Linked DNA regions of Mus musculus: regions 1 and 3 are each linked to region 2. The links are chromatin contacts, called in public promoter capture Hi-C maps. All regions are on one chromosome and are shown on one strand. Each heading gives the region's core, a stretch centred on a gene start, on an enhancer-like site or on the middle of the called end of the contact. The rest is flanking DNA. Distances are from core to core; before and after follow the strand shown.

The links. Promoter capture Hi-C pulls out the DNA fragments that hold promoters and counts their contacts.
Region 1: a promoter capture Hi-C map of cranial neural crest shows a contact between it and region 2. The contact joins the promoter of Smim27 here to the promoter of Slc35a1 in region 2. A contact is called at or near these places in 4 of 39 promoter capture datasets (cranial neural crest, frontonasal cranial neural crest, hippocampal neurons and 1 more).
Region 3: a promoter capture Hi-C map of cranial neural crest shows a contact between it and region 2. The contact joins the promoter of Dnaja1 here to the promoter of Slc35a1 in region 2. A contact is called at or near these places in 4 of 39 promoter capture datasets (cranial neural crest, frontonasal cranial neural crest, hippocampal neurons and 1 more).

What each region holds. Positions count from the first base shown.
Region 1 is chr4:40,267,055-40,271,366 of GRCm38.p6, forward strand. Smim27 (small integral membrane protein 27) reads left to right here and starts at 2,525. Exons shown (of 2, transcript NM_001349093.1): 1 at 2,525-2,665; 2 at 2,984-3,174. The coding sequence starts at 2,621. The coding sequence ends at 3,088. Topors (topoisomerase I binding, arginine/serine-rich) reads right to left here and starts at 2,787. Exons shown (of 3, transcript NM_134097.3): 1 at 2,620-2,787; 2 at 1,250-1,447. The coding sequence starts at 2,622. It overlaps Ndufb6 (NADH:ubiquinone oxidoreductase subunit B6), which reads right to left. Exons shown (of 4, transcript NM_001033305.3): 4 at 3,537-3,793. The coding sequence ends at 3,725.
Region 2 is chr4:34,685,937-34,689,992 of GRCm38.p6, forward strand. Slc35a1 (solute carrier family 35 (CMP-sialic acid transporter), member 1) reads right to left here and starts at 1,502. Exons shown (of 8, transcript NM_011895.3): 1 at 1,308-1,502. The coding sequence starts at 1,323. Cfap206 (cilia and flagella associated protein 206) reads right to left here. Exons shown (of 13, transcript NM_001347062.1): 13 at 2,638-3,078. The coding sequence ends at 2,848.
Region 3 is chr4:40,720,796-40,724,900 of GRCm38.p6, forward strand. Dnaja1 (DnaJ heat shock protein family (Hsp40) member A1) reads left to right here and starts at 1,673. Exons shown (of 9, transcript NM_008298.6): 1 at 1,673-1,838; 2 at 2,908-3,049; 3 at 3,178-3,355. The coding sequence starts at 2,918. Gm6297 (predicted gene 6297) reads right to left here and starts at 2,046. Exons shown (of 3, transcript NR_077226.1): 1 at 1,837-2,046; 2 at 699-872; 3 at 1-599. It overlaps Mir207 (microRNA 207), which reads left to right and starts at 2,122; the gene lies at 2,122-2,200. It also overlaps a transcript of Aptx not described here.

The sequences.
Region 1 (4,312 bases), core at 1,275-3,774, 5.6 Mb after region 2:
AATTATATTTAACATATCTAAGCAAAGCAGCTAACAACATCCACAAATAGATAAAACAGAATGACTGGTAAAAAGCAATCTGCATTCTACTTGTAAATCTGAATAGTTTAAAATTTGTTAAGTCCTAAATGACCAAATTTAATTTCTTCTTTTTTTAGTGAGGCTAGACAGAGTTTCTCTGTGGAGCCCTGGCTGTCCTGGAACTCACTCTGTACACTAAGCTGGCCTTGAACTCAGAGCTCTGCCTGCCTCTGCCTCTGCTGGGATTAAAGGTATGCACCACCACTGTCCAGATTGAATTTCAATTCTGGTAATAATAAAATTTAATTGGGACCAGGCACCCTGGAATATTCCTGCATTCCCAGAAGACTGGAATATGAAGGCAAGACGGTGAGAAGACCAAGGTCATCCTTTGCAAAGTAGGGAACTCCAGACCACTCTTGGCTACAAAAGTCCCTGCCCCAAAATAAAAGGGGTGAGGGTTGCTTGGAAGCTAGCCCCGTGAAAGCCTCTCCTTCTAGATACGCATTGAGTGTGACTGACTGAAGAGCCCTGCACTTTGCATTCCATCTATTTCCAAACCCTCAAATCCTCTCAAACGAAACACTCTACCCTGTACTAGCTCAACTCTTAAGACACATACGTTTTTTCCTTCTTTCTCCACTTTAACATAGGACGGTGCCCAGTAGAACTGCTGCTTCCCAGTTCCGGTCTTAATCTCCGTGCCTTCAATCCCGTAACTGCCCCTCTCCAGTCTACCAATCAGAATCAGCAGCCCATGAGCAAAGGGCACTAACTAGATGTGTAATAAAGTCACAAGGCATACAAGCCCTGCCCACAATGTGTAGCACTGCACAACTCCTCTAGCCTTAACAGCTTCCTTAGTCCAAAACTACTGTCTCGGATGGAAAGACAACCACACCATGCATGTTACATAAACACGACCAACTGAAATGCTGATCCCATTTCACAGACAGGGTCCAGGGCTGGGGACCTACCAAGGTCACACTTCCTAACAGTGGCAACTGTTTTGCGCCGACACACAGCTCTATCCCGTATTCAGTTGCGCTCCAGCCCTTCAGGCAGTGCAGGGAGACACTCCCCTCGCTTGCCCACCGGTGCCGATCCACAGGTGCCCTGCAGCGTGGCGACCCCAGCCCTTGGGAGCTCCGGGTGGAAGAAGGCCCAGACCACAGGGCTGCTCCAGGGCCTACTGGAACCCCTCACCCATTGTTCCCGGCCGACTCACCTCCGAGGACGCGGTGGCAGGAACCGCTGGGCCGTTGGAAGCCAGCTCCCGCCGGCTCAGTAAGCTCGGCCGGTGGCGGCAGGATCCGCGAAGGCGTACCCGGCGGCTTCGGCGCCTCCCCTCCTCGGCAGGCACCAGAGGGGGCGCTTCACCCTCCTCGCGAGACAGCGGAGACCCCGGTGGCGGCGGCTGCGACCCCTATGACGTAGAACGTTCATCACCCACAGGCAGTTTGGAGGCGGAGAGAAGGCGAGACCAACCCCCCGAGCCCGCGCAGCAAAACACCGCTCCTCCACCCCCTTCCCCCGAGCTCTGGGCGCATGCGCCAAACCGCTGCCGCACGCAGGAGGCGGGACGTTACGGCACAGACCCCGGACCCTGCCCTGCCCCCACCGCGGGGGGGCACAGCACAAACTCCACAATCACAACCAAATATGCAGAAAGGCTGCCTCAGTATCAGTGGAACCTCACAAACTTCAACAAGTTGTTAGGATTCTCTATGGTGCCACGGGAACTGGACTGAGCTCCCAGAGCACCCTGGTCCTTCCGTCTATTTCAGCTGGGTTGACCATCAGGCATTTCTTTTACCCCGCCATAACTCCCTGCGGCCCGCTTCCCTCTTTCCACTCTCGGAAATCTACACTAAAAATGTATCTGACACATCTGCGCCCAAAGCCGAGCGGCCCAGCCTCTGCCGGCCAGGCTTCCACTCTGCACACCACCAGCATCCTGATAGTTGGCCTGCCAAGCTGCCTTTCTCGGGACTTAGTATTTCAAACTTGCTGCAGTCCCAAGCATTCGACAAACTGCCCGTCAACACTTGTTGGCCGGCAGATCCACCATGCGGGCTACCTGTACAACATATTTGAAAAGATTTCCAGCCATCAGCGATAATATTCTGTTTGTTCTTGGTGAACGGCTCAACTAACAGTTCCCAACGATGTTTTTGTTACGTAAAAGATGTTTAAGTCAAGCATAAACATATGAAGGTCTATCCGCATTTGGTGGAAACCGATGTGGGTGTGGGACGGCAACTTTGATTCTTCCACCGTGGACTATTTTCCAATAAACTTTTATATGCACACGATGGCACACTATCTTGTATTAATACCGCACTGCAAATGCAGGATAAAGCAGTTAAGGAATTCCTATGTGAGCGCAAAAAAGGCGCGATCTTCACATTTTCTCTTTTATTCCCTCTGCTGCCTGAAAGGCGGGCTAGGCCCGGATCACGTGATGTGTTCCAACTCCGGGCGGAAGCCCGCGGGAGCGCGCAGAGTCCCGCTGAAAAATGGCTGCTGCATCGGGGTGCAATGCGCCCGCGAGCAGGCTGTAGGGCCCTTGCCACCCCGTCCCCGCTGCTCCCTTACCATGAGGCCGATGAGTCGCCGAAGCCTGGACTGGACTTACTCCCTGGTAGGTACCGAGCAGAGCGGAGCTCCAGAGCGCACCATGGCAGGGCCCGCGAGCCGAAGGTAGACTGTTGGCTCGCAGCTTGGAACTCCAGAACCCATTCCTAAATTGAGCGTTCACGCCCTGCCCTCGGCTCCGCCTCTTCCTGGAGGACACGCTTTTCCGCCTCTGACGTCAGGGGTTGCAGGCCTGCTTGCCTCTGGGCTGCACTGTGTTAGAGGCATGTGATGCCTTTCCACCTGTAGCTGCTTGCTCGGGCTACACAGGGAAAGGACCCGGCACATTGATTTCTTCTTTTTGCTTTTCCTCCCCTCCTTTTAGTTGCTCCTTGCAATCGTCTTGCTCTCTTGGGGATTCGTCATCTATGCATCGACTGTAGCTGCACGACGACAACTACAGAAGGAGTTTCCAGACAAGTTCTTCTGAACGAACTTTTGTAATTCTTAGCAAACACTTCTTTTCTTCAGATGGCACCTATGTAGACTCAAAGTAAAATTCACAATACAAATTTGCGTGTGGCCTTTTGTGATAAGCGTTAACATGCCAATTTTTCAAAATGATCGGACAACACCCCCCCCCCCCTTTTTTTTTTTTCGAGACAGGGTTTCTCTGTATAGCCCTGGCTGTCCTGGAACTCACTTTGTAGACCAGGCTGACCTTGAACTCAGAAATCCGCCTGCCTCTGCCTCCCGAGTGCTGGGAGTAAAGGCGTGCGCCCCCACGCCCGGCTCTATTTTGTATCAGGTCATAGCTTTTCATTCTAGTGCTCAAACACTTCACATCCTCATGTCAAATCAGTATGTAAACAACACTGTGACTAAAATGTGTTTTGCATCCTGTTTATCAAAATGGACAGAAAAAAGTAGCTAATAGCTCTGTTTAGTATTTGTCTTTTTACTGTTAGTCTCAAATCATAGAACCTTTGGACAGTAACACGGACAGTGATAACACTCTGAGAATAAGCTTTATTAATTACTTTTCCAGGAAACAGATTCAGTAAATACAGCACTTTAGGAACATACTTGTGCTGTTACACAAGTCTGTTAAGTTTTTAAGGACTCTTCAATGATGTTGATCAGGAAAATCTCTCATTGGTGGAATTACTTCTCCAGTCTCCAGAATTGTATCACCCTAGGGAAAACAGGAAGTGTTTAATAGAGATTTTTCACCAAATATACATTTCATTGTAAATATTCCAACATTTGCTCAACACAATAAATGACTATAAAGATACTTTCTTTACATTTGTTAAATTTAAGCCAGGTCTGATGGTGAATTAATCCCAGTGCTCTAGAGGTAGAGGCAGGCAGATCTCTAGTTTGAAGCTAGCTGGTCTACATAGCAAGTTTCAGGGCAGACAAGACTACATAGATCGACCCTGTCTTAAAACAAACAAAAAAACAACAAAAAGAATCCCCAAAAAAGGCCATTAAAATTATTTTGCATTTTACCTAAAACATTTCAATTTAGGTGCTAATTTTTTACTTGTACTGATTTGTAAATGAAGCTAAAAAAGATTAATCAAACTATTACATGAGGACTTAAAAATTAAAAGGCATACTAAAGTGCATATTTAGACGGTAGACTGTAGTTCTGAAGCATGGATATACTTGTGAGACTATCTATCTCCACAATCAAGGTAATGACATC
Region 2 (4,056 bases), core at 252-2,751:
AATCCTTGTAACCATGATTTCCACTTACATTTCAGTTTACCATAAGATCAAAACATTTCTTCTACAATTCTTCATTTTCCAGGATGAAACTTCATTGATTAGGAATGTCAACGTTCCCAGGTAATATAAATATTCATGGTACGCAGCTACTTTAAACTATCCTAAGAATTCAAATCATATCACGCCATTAACTAGAAACCTGGCCCACTGATCATCCAGCACCCCCTTTGTGGAGAATCTGTTACCTTCCACGGCATTTGTTTCTGGGTGGAGAATATCCCCCAGAAGAGTCAGTCTGGAGTTATCCTTTTGTTTTCCAGTTACATTTTAGGGGGACTATTACTGTCATACCTGAAAGCTTGGACATAGCAGGAAGTAGCAGGTGAGTAATCGTTAAGATGACTCTATGTAAGGAGGTATAGAAACTGTATTTCATTAGGATAAAAAAGTGCAACACACCCAAATGTAACAACGTATGTGCTGGCAAGAAGTCTAAATCTGTAAACAACCCTTGCGGGTACCGATCTGCCTGCTGCATCTTTTAAGTGTTCATTTGTCAATCGCCCTACTTTTCCTATTACCCTCTTCCCGGATGCTACAGGACTTATCTGATATGGGACAATCCACCACCACAGAAAACTTACATGGCGCCTGATGTTAAATGTCAAATCCCCTCCCCCAAAGATAAATAATTTCACATCCACGCAAAAGGATATTCTTTAAATGCTTGTCCAACATTTATTTAGACTTAAAGCCAGTGCTCATTGGGGAAATGGTGAAAAAACAAAAACAAACAAACAAAATTAAAAAAAAAAAAAAAAGCGACGTTGTCGCCAGGCATGAGGGCACAGACCACTAATCCCAGCGCTTGTAAAACTGAGGCAGGAAAATCTCCCCGAGTTTGAAGCCAACGTGGGCTATAGAATGAGACCATGTAGTGTTGGTTCCTGCTTTAAAAATAAATAAATACAAAATCGTCACCGCCTTTTGGCCTGTCCTAGCCACAGTGCTATAGAATAAAACCTCAGCCTTGGGGCCAGCTTACGTAAAACCTGAAAGGACAGCCACCACAGCCCTGGCCAGACGGCTCGCCATCGGGAGGAGCAGCGCGCGCCCTCAAGCCCAGGGCTCCGAACCACAGCCTCGCTCCAGGCAGGGACCTGGCCGGCGCCCGGGCGGCTCACTGCACCGGTGTGCGGGTGCAGCCCGCTGCCGCTCCCTGCAGGGAGGGCTCGGCCCCCAGAGCCGGCCCGGCCAGCACACCCCGGGCCGCCGTTCCCTAGCGACCGCCCGCAGCCCGGCCTCACCTCTCGCCGGAGCCATGGTGCCGAGAGAGTCTGCGGAACTGACGCCCCTGCGGCCATAGAGACGCACCGGCCTAGAGAGCCCGCCGCACCACACGCGCGAGGAGGAAGCGGGGGCTACGGCGGAAGCCGCGCGGCGTGCGGAGCGACAAGTCTGGGAGACTCGGTCCTGCGGGGGCTCGGAAAACCGCAGCTTCCGGTCGACCGAGGGGGGGCGGAGTCAAGGTGGCCGAGCGTTTCCTTCTAGAGACCAGCCCCTCCGAGAGGATGGGCCCCGCAAGAAGGATTCTGAAATGCTCTCGATTATTCCTTTGTGTGAAGACCGTTAGAGAGGCTCCGAGAACTCGGACTTTTATAACTTTCAACTCCATCACGGCCTTCCATGGTTACCTCTTGGATAAATTTAGTATATATTACATACTGCTCGGAAGTACTGTGTCTGTCTTCATCATCCTTACTGTCACTGTCTAGCTTAACTTGGTAACTTCAGGCAGCAAAAAGACCTCAGAAAAATTAGATTGTATTAACAGGCACTTCAACCGCTCTAATGGTTACTGTGACTAGAGGATGTTATTAGAAAATAACCCCGGGTGGAACAACATTATGAACTAACCAGTACCCCGGAGCTCTTGACTCTAGCTGCATATGTATCAAAAGATGGCCTAATCGGCCATCACTGGAAAGAGAGGCCCATTGGACACGTAAACTTTATATGCCCCAGTACAGGGGAACGCCAGGGCCAAAAAGGGGGAGTGGGTGGGTAGGGGAGTGGGGGTGGGTGGGTATGGGGGACTTTTGGTATAGCATTGGAAATGTAAATGAGCTAAATACCTAATAAAAAATGGAAAAGGAAAAAAAAAAAACTATACCTCTAAAAAGTTGGAATTCTCAGGACCTGAAAACCCAACTGCTTATGAGCCAAATAAGGCCGCAGAGTGGGAAGTGGGAAGCGCTTAAGCCACAGCGGGCTCTGAGGCAGACAACAGAGCATAAAAGGATCAAGCTGGAATGCCAGCCAGTCTTATCAGACATTCTGATTTTTTTCAATGAGCCCAAAATTCAAATATAAATATCAATTCTCTGGCTTTTAAAAGGCAGCATATGAATGTAGGCTTCACTTGTTCCAGATAGCAAGGCTCATGATATAGAAATCTGTTATCACTAAATAGCAATGAAGCAGAGCGTTGTGTTTCAGAGTGTCAGGGCTTAACATTTTGTAGGGTTTTAGAAGCAGCCTCTATTCCAGTGATAAGCATACTACTATCTAGCTGGCATTGCAATGTCAATCTTAATGCTGTAAACTTTGTCTAAAATATAAAACAAATACGCGGACAGAGTTTTACTTGTCAATTTTAATAAAACGAAAAATGTACTACAGAAACTGCTTTTAGATTTGCATAACAGTCAGGCAGGATACGGTGCCCTAGTGCACAGTCACACAACCAGTGACTGTGCCAGCCCCGCAAATGAGCTTTATACACGCACAGCACTTTAAACCCTCCATCCGTGCCACTAAGGAGCAGCTTCCTGTAAACGTCCATCTCTAGGTTTCGTCCACCGCTCTGGTTAAGTTCACCTTCACCCCATAGGTTGTTTTGCTTTGTCCCCCACGAAGGCCAGCTATGAAAATCTGGGGCCTGGGCACTCGGCTGCTGCCTTCTCTCTTGGACTGGGTGCTAGCCTCTTTCAAAGGGTACACCTGTGAGGTGTTATCTCTTCTCATGTGGCTAAGGTCAGTCTGGACGGAGTGAGTAATTTTCTGGCGCAAATTAGCCTAGGTAGAAAGAGAACATAGGGAATAATGTTTCTCTAAAAAAATGTAAAAAATCAGGCATTTAGTTAATGTTTGCCTATTAACTTTCCATTTCACAAATAAATAATGCATTTTTCTATGATGGTGAGGATGGATGATGACAGGGAGGCTGAGGGTGGGGAGGAGGGTGGGGAGGAGGGGGAGGAGGAGGATGTGTATGGTATGATTGCAGGCATGTGCATGCCGTGGTGTGAATGTGGAAGAGAGAGGAAAACCCCTGGTATTAATTCTCTCCTTTTATGGCAGGTTCTGGGGAGTGAACTTATCAGCTTGCATGGCAAAAATTAATCAAGAACAGAATAAACTTAAGAATCCTTTACAAAGTGGGAAAACCTGTGACATGCTGAGACTGAGCTGAAGAGAAATGCACACGACTGGGTTGCGACGGTCCAATATGAGAAAGTGACGATTTATAGTGGGTTTTTAGAATGAGCGTCACACTATGCTGACAATATGAAAATCTGTTTCCAGCTTACTCGTTTTTCATCTTGCTTACTTCTGTTCATGGATAACTGGAAAACATGAGACTAGACAGATTGCACAGGCTAGTAACCATGGAGGATGGGGACTAGATGCCATAACTCCGTGGTCTCAAGGCGACTACCTCGTGGAAAGCCCTAAATTCATCCTCAGCCCCACAAAGAAAGCAGAGGAGATAAGAAATAATAACAATTTGGAAAGGGTAAGAAAAGCATAAAGTGAAGGAGAGCAGACCTAAGTAATTCAGAATTTGAACCATCATAGATCCAAATCTCTACATTCATAAGACTATGTCATTTCATTATTTTTGATAGAATAATTTTATTATTCCAAGAGACTTGTTACGTAAACAAATATTTTTGTGCTGGGATTAGAACTTGGGGTCTCACACATGCTATATGTAAGTGCTCTGCCACTGGCTCGTAGCCCTCAACAAGACCCAACAAGTTATCAGATTGT
Region 3 (4,105 bases), core at 423-2,922, 6.0 Mb after region 2:
TGTTGGCTTAAAGCAGTAGTTCTCAAACCTGTGGGTTTTGATCCCTTCGGAAAACCTTTGGCACATATTTATATTACAATTCACAGCAGTAACAACATTGCAGTTATGAAGAAGCAATGAAAATAATTTTATGGTTGGGGGACACCACAACATGAGGAGCTGTAATAAAGGGTCGCAGCGTTAGGAAGGTAAAGAGCCCCTGCTTTAAAGACGTAACCTATTGATAGATGTGATATCTGAGAGGGTAACACGTAAGCTGAGAAAAGATGTTTCTCAACCAAAACCACAGCACATCATCAAAAAGTCTGTAAGGGAAGTGGCGTAGCTTTAGTGACCACAACAGAGTTTAGTGAAAGCAGTAACGGTGGAGAGGCAGGACAGCTCAAGGTAGAAATCCCAAAATCCGGAGGTTTTTAAGACCACGAGCTAAAGATGTCTTTGGGTAGGTTTGAAGACAGCCTTTCCAGCTCCCTTAGCTCTGGCTACATCCAATTACCTGTGATCTCCATAAAGCACTGAGACAGCCGCTCAGCTGGTAACGCACTGAAGACTTGAGTTGCCCGTGCAAAGGTACGAGAGAACTACAATGGTCCACAAGCCTAGAAACACACAATAAAACGAACATTTAAAGAATCTCATCCCACACTCTGCACTTCCATTAGGAAGTGTGCTTAACTGCTTCTTGTTCACCTGCTGACCTGTATTTTGTGATTTCTCTTATAAGTTTTTAGCTTGTTCCACTTCCAACGAAAGTCCAAGCAAGAGGCCCCGCGGTTAAGAGCATGTACCACCCTTCACAACTGCTCAGAGACAGGAGATTTCAGAATTTGAAGCCAGACTTAAGACTCCATGCCTCTGGCTTCCTTGGGCACCTACACACACACACACACACAGAGGATTCAAAATAAATCTTTAAAATATGTGAACTCTTTCAAGCTTACACCTCCACTTCTTTGATGTATCTATTGTGTTAGTGAATAAGAAAAACATTCACTCTGTCCTTTGAAAGCTTAAGATTCAACTTTGCCAACTATAGATTTTTGAGTCACCAACTGGAAATAAAAACGGTCAGAGAATTAAAACAATAAGCTAAAGCAATTAATTTTGCTTTTGGCCGCTCCTCTGCGGCCAAACTGGGTGGAAGACCATGACCCTCCGTTAGCATGAGGCATTCTAAATGTTTTCCTGTTTGGTGAAGTCCCAGATTCCCTCCGCCCAAGTCGTCAGAGCCAAAAGGATCTGAAGCCTGGGCCAGGCTCGTCCAAAAAGCTCTGACATAAGTGCGCTTGGGTGAAACCAAAGCCTGCGAGGCTGGTTTAGGGAGTAGGCCCGCCTTGCTCAGCATTTCTTGCCCGCAAGGCTCAGAGCTAAGGAGCTGGAGCTGCAGAAAATCAGACTCGCAGCCAGGGCTGGGTTCCACCAATCCCCTTCAGCACAGCGCGCACAACGCCTGAAGCACTCGTCCCCGGCTTACGGGCTCTGGGACATGACCTCTCCACCTCAAGACTTCCGCACTCTGGTTCCTCGCAATAAGAAAAAAAGCCTCTAGAAAATTCTACGAGGCTCGGGAACCCGGGCTTGAGTCCACCCCCACAAGGCCCTTGGGCGCAGCCACTTCCCGCCCCCGCGCCGTTGCCCAGGTAACCGAGGGGCGGTGGCAGCGGCGAGGGGCGGGACTTCCGGCAAGTGACGCGCCGGGGCTCGGCTACAAAAGAGGTCGGCTGCGGCGGGCCGGGCGGAACTTTCCAGAACGCTCGGTGGGTGGTGGAGGAGCAGCGTGTGGCTGAGCTGCGCTGTGCTCCGCTCCTTTCCGCTCTCCGGCGCCGGCCCGCTCACCGGTGAGTCTCCGGCCTCCCTCGGTCGCGGCGTGCGGTCTGGACCCCAGACAGCCGGGGAAGGCGCAGCCGGAGGCGGTTGGTCCCGCGTGGGCGGGGACTGCGGGTTCCTTGAGCCGGCCTCGGGCTTCGGAAGGCTGCCGGGAATGCCCGGCGCCCTGCCCGCCCGCACGCCTCGAGGAGGTCCAAGGCCCAAGCCAATTGGCCTCCCGCCTCATGCTCCTTGCTGCGTACCCCCGCGCTCCGCCGCCCGGGCCGGGTGGGCAGCGCTGCGCACGCGCGGAGCAAGGCAGGGGTGAGGGGCTGCGGGAGGAGCCGGGCGGAGGCTGCGGCTTGCGCTTCTCCTGGCTCTCCTCCCTCTCTTTGTTGAGGTTCGACCTCCCCCCCCCCTCCGCCTTTTCGATCAGGGTGGGAGGGAGAAAGGAAGGAAGCCTTAACGGTCGGCGCCGGGGGGCCCGGGAAACCCAGAGGGCGAGCCAGCTTCCAGGCCTGCGGGGCGAGAGTGGGTAAGCTGCGAGCGAGCAGGAGCAGGATGGCGACGGGGCCCGGGCACCTGCTCCCTGGAGCCGGTCTCCTAAGCCACTCCTCCACCCCCGGGAGTCCAGTGTCGCTTTCCGGCGAGGGTATGGCCTTTATCAGATGTACAAAGGCAGCGGTAATGTACTAACCAGTGGACGGAACCTATCAGTGCTGCTGTGGGTTACTAGCAAAACCTCTGGGGAAAGGAAACCGGAAGAAGCCAAATAATTCATGTGTTAGTGCAGTAGAGTCTGAACCAGCTGCGAGAGAGGCTTTCCTTCGCGTTCCCTGAAATCTATATTTTAATCTGTTCGAGTTTACAGCTGAATCATATCAGGAATTTTTTTTTACCTTTTAAGACGCGTAGGGAAGGCTGTATTAGTATGAAATAAATGCAAAAGAACAGATTGCTTTAGCTCTGGTAGTTAAAGACTACCCGTTAAGAGCCAGTCGTGGCGCACACCTTTGATCCCAGTGCTCAGGAGGCAGAAGCAGTTGGATCTTTTCTACAAAAGTTTAAAGCTGGTTTAAAATTACCATTTTCTGGTTTCAGGCTGTAAAAAATGGTGAAAGAAACCACTTACTACGATGTTTTGGGGGTAAAACCCAATGCCACCCAGGAAGAATTGAAAAAGGCATATAGAAAATTGGCCTTGAAGTACCACCCTGATAAGAATCCAAATGAAGGGGAAAAGGTAAGGGCACAGGCAAACAGCTCAGCAGCAGTGTTGCAGTGTGTGTATCTTTCTGTTCGTGCCTTAAAGTCTACCGTAGCTGTGCTTTGTAACAGTTGTTTCTAATGGGATGTCCTTTTCTGAAACAGTTTAAACAGATTTCTCAAGCTTATGAAGTTCTTGCTGATTCCAAAAAAAGGGAACTATATGATAAAGGAGGGGAGCAGGCGATTAAAGAGGGCGGAGCAGGTGGTGGTTTTGGCTCACCCATGGATATCTTTGATATGTTCTTTGGAGGAGGAGGAAGAATGCAAAGAGAAAGGAGAGGTAAGAAAAATCTGGCTTACCTGCAGCTAGAACGAAATAACTGCTGCGGAAAAAAAAGACTTGAGAATTTATTCAAATGCTTGTTTACACGTTGGTATGATGTTACACTCTGTCCGTGAACTGTCTTTGACTTCTGGTGTCATTGAGATTTTCTGTAACTAAAAAATAGCTAAGCCAAAAAGCAGGTATAACTAACCCCATAGATTCCCAAACAGTGGGGGTAACAAAGTGTACTAACTTAGGTTTCTAAGCCCTGTCCTCCCTTGGATAATACCACCTGCTCTTAGAACCCAGTGGTAAGTGCAGTGGCCCTTTCTGTTAGAAAAGTAACCCTGAGCAAGCAGAGCCTGAGAAAAGCTCATTGTCTGCAGATAGCTGCTGCTGTTGACTCTTGTTTCAGCTCTGCTAGCTCAGCTTAATGTGTTTAGTGTTTGGCCAAAAGATGTCTATGGGAAGACAGTATTGAAGGGTAAAATAGCACTTTGTTCTCAGTATATATAGTTAATATAAACTAGTTCATAGGCACAGTTCTAGAACAAATAGGCAGGCCATTAAATTTCACTTTGCTCCTTAAAGGGACTTGGAAAAACTGTTTACTATGTTTTTAGAACAATTAACCTGTGGGCCTGAGAAACTGCTCAGTGATTAAGTCAAGAGCATTTGCCATTCCTTGTAGAAGATCCAGGTTCTGTTTCCCACACCCACACTCGATAGCTGGCTCACCACTGCCTGAAACTCCAGCTCCAGGGG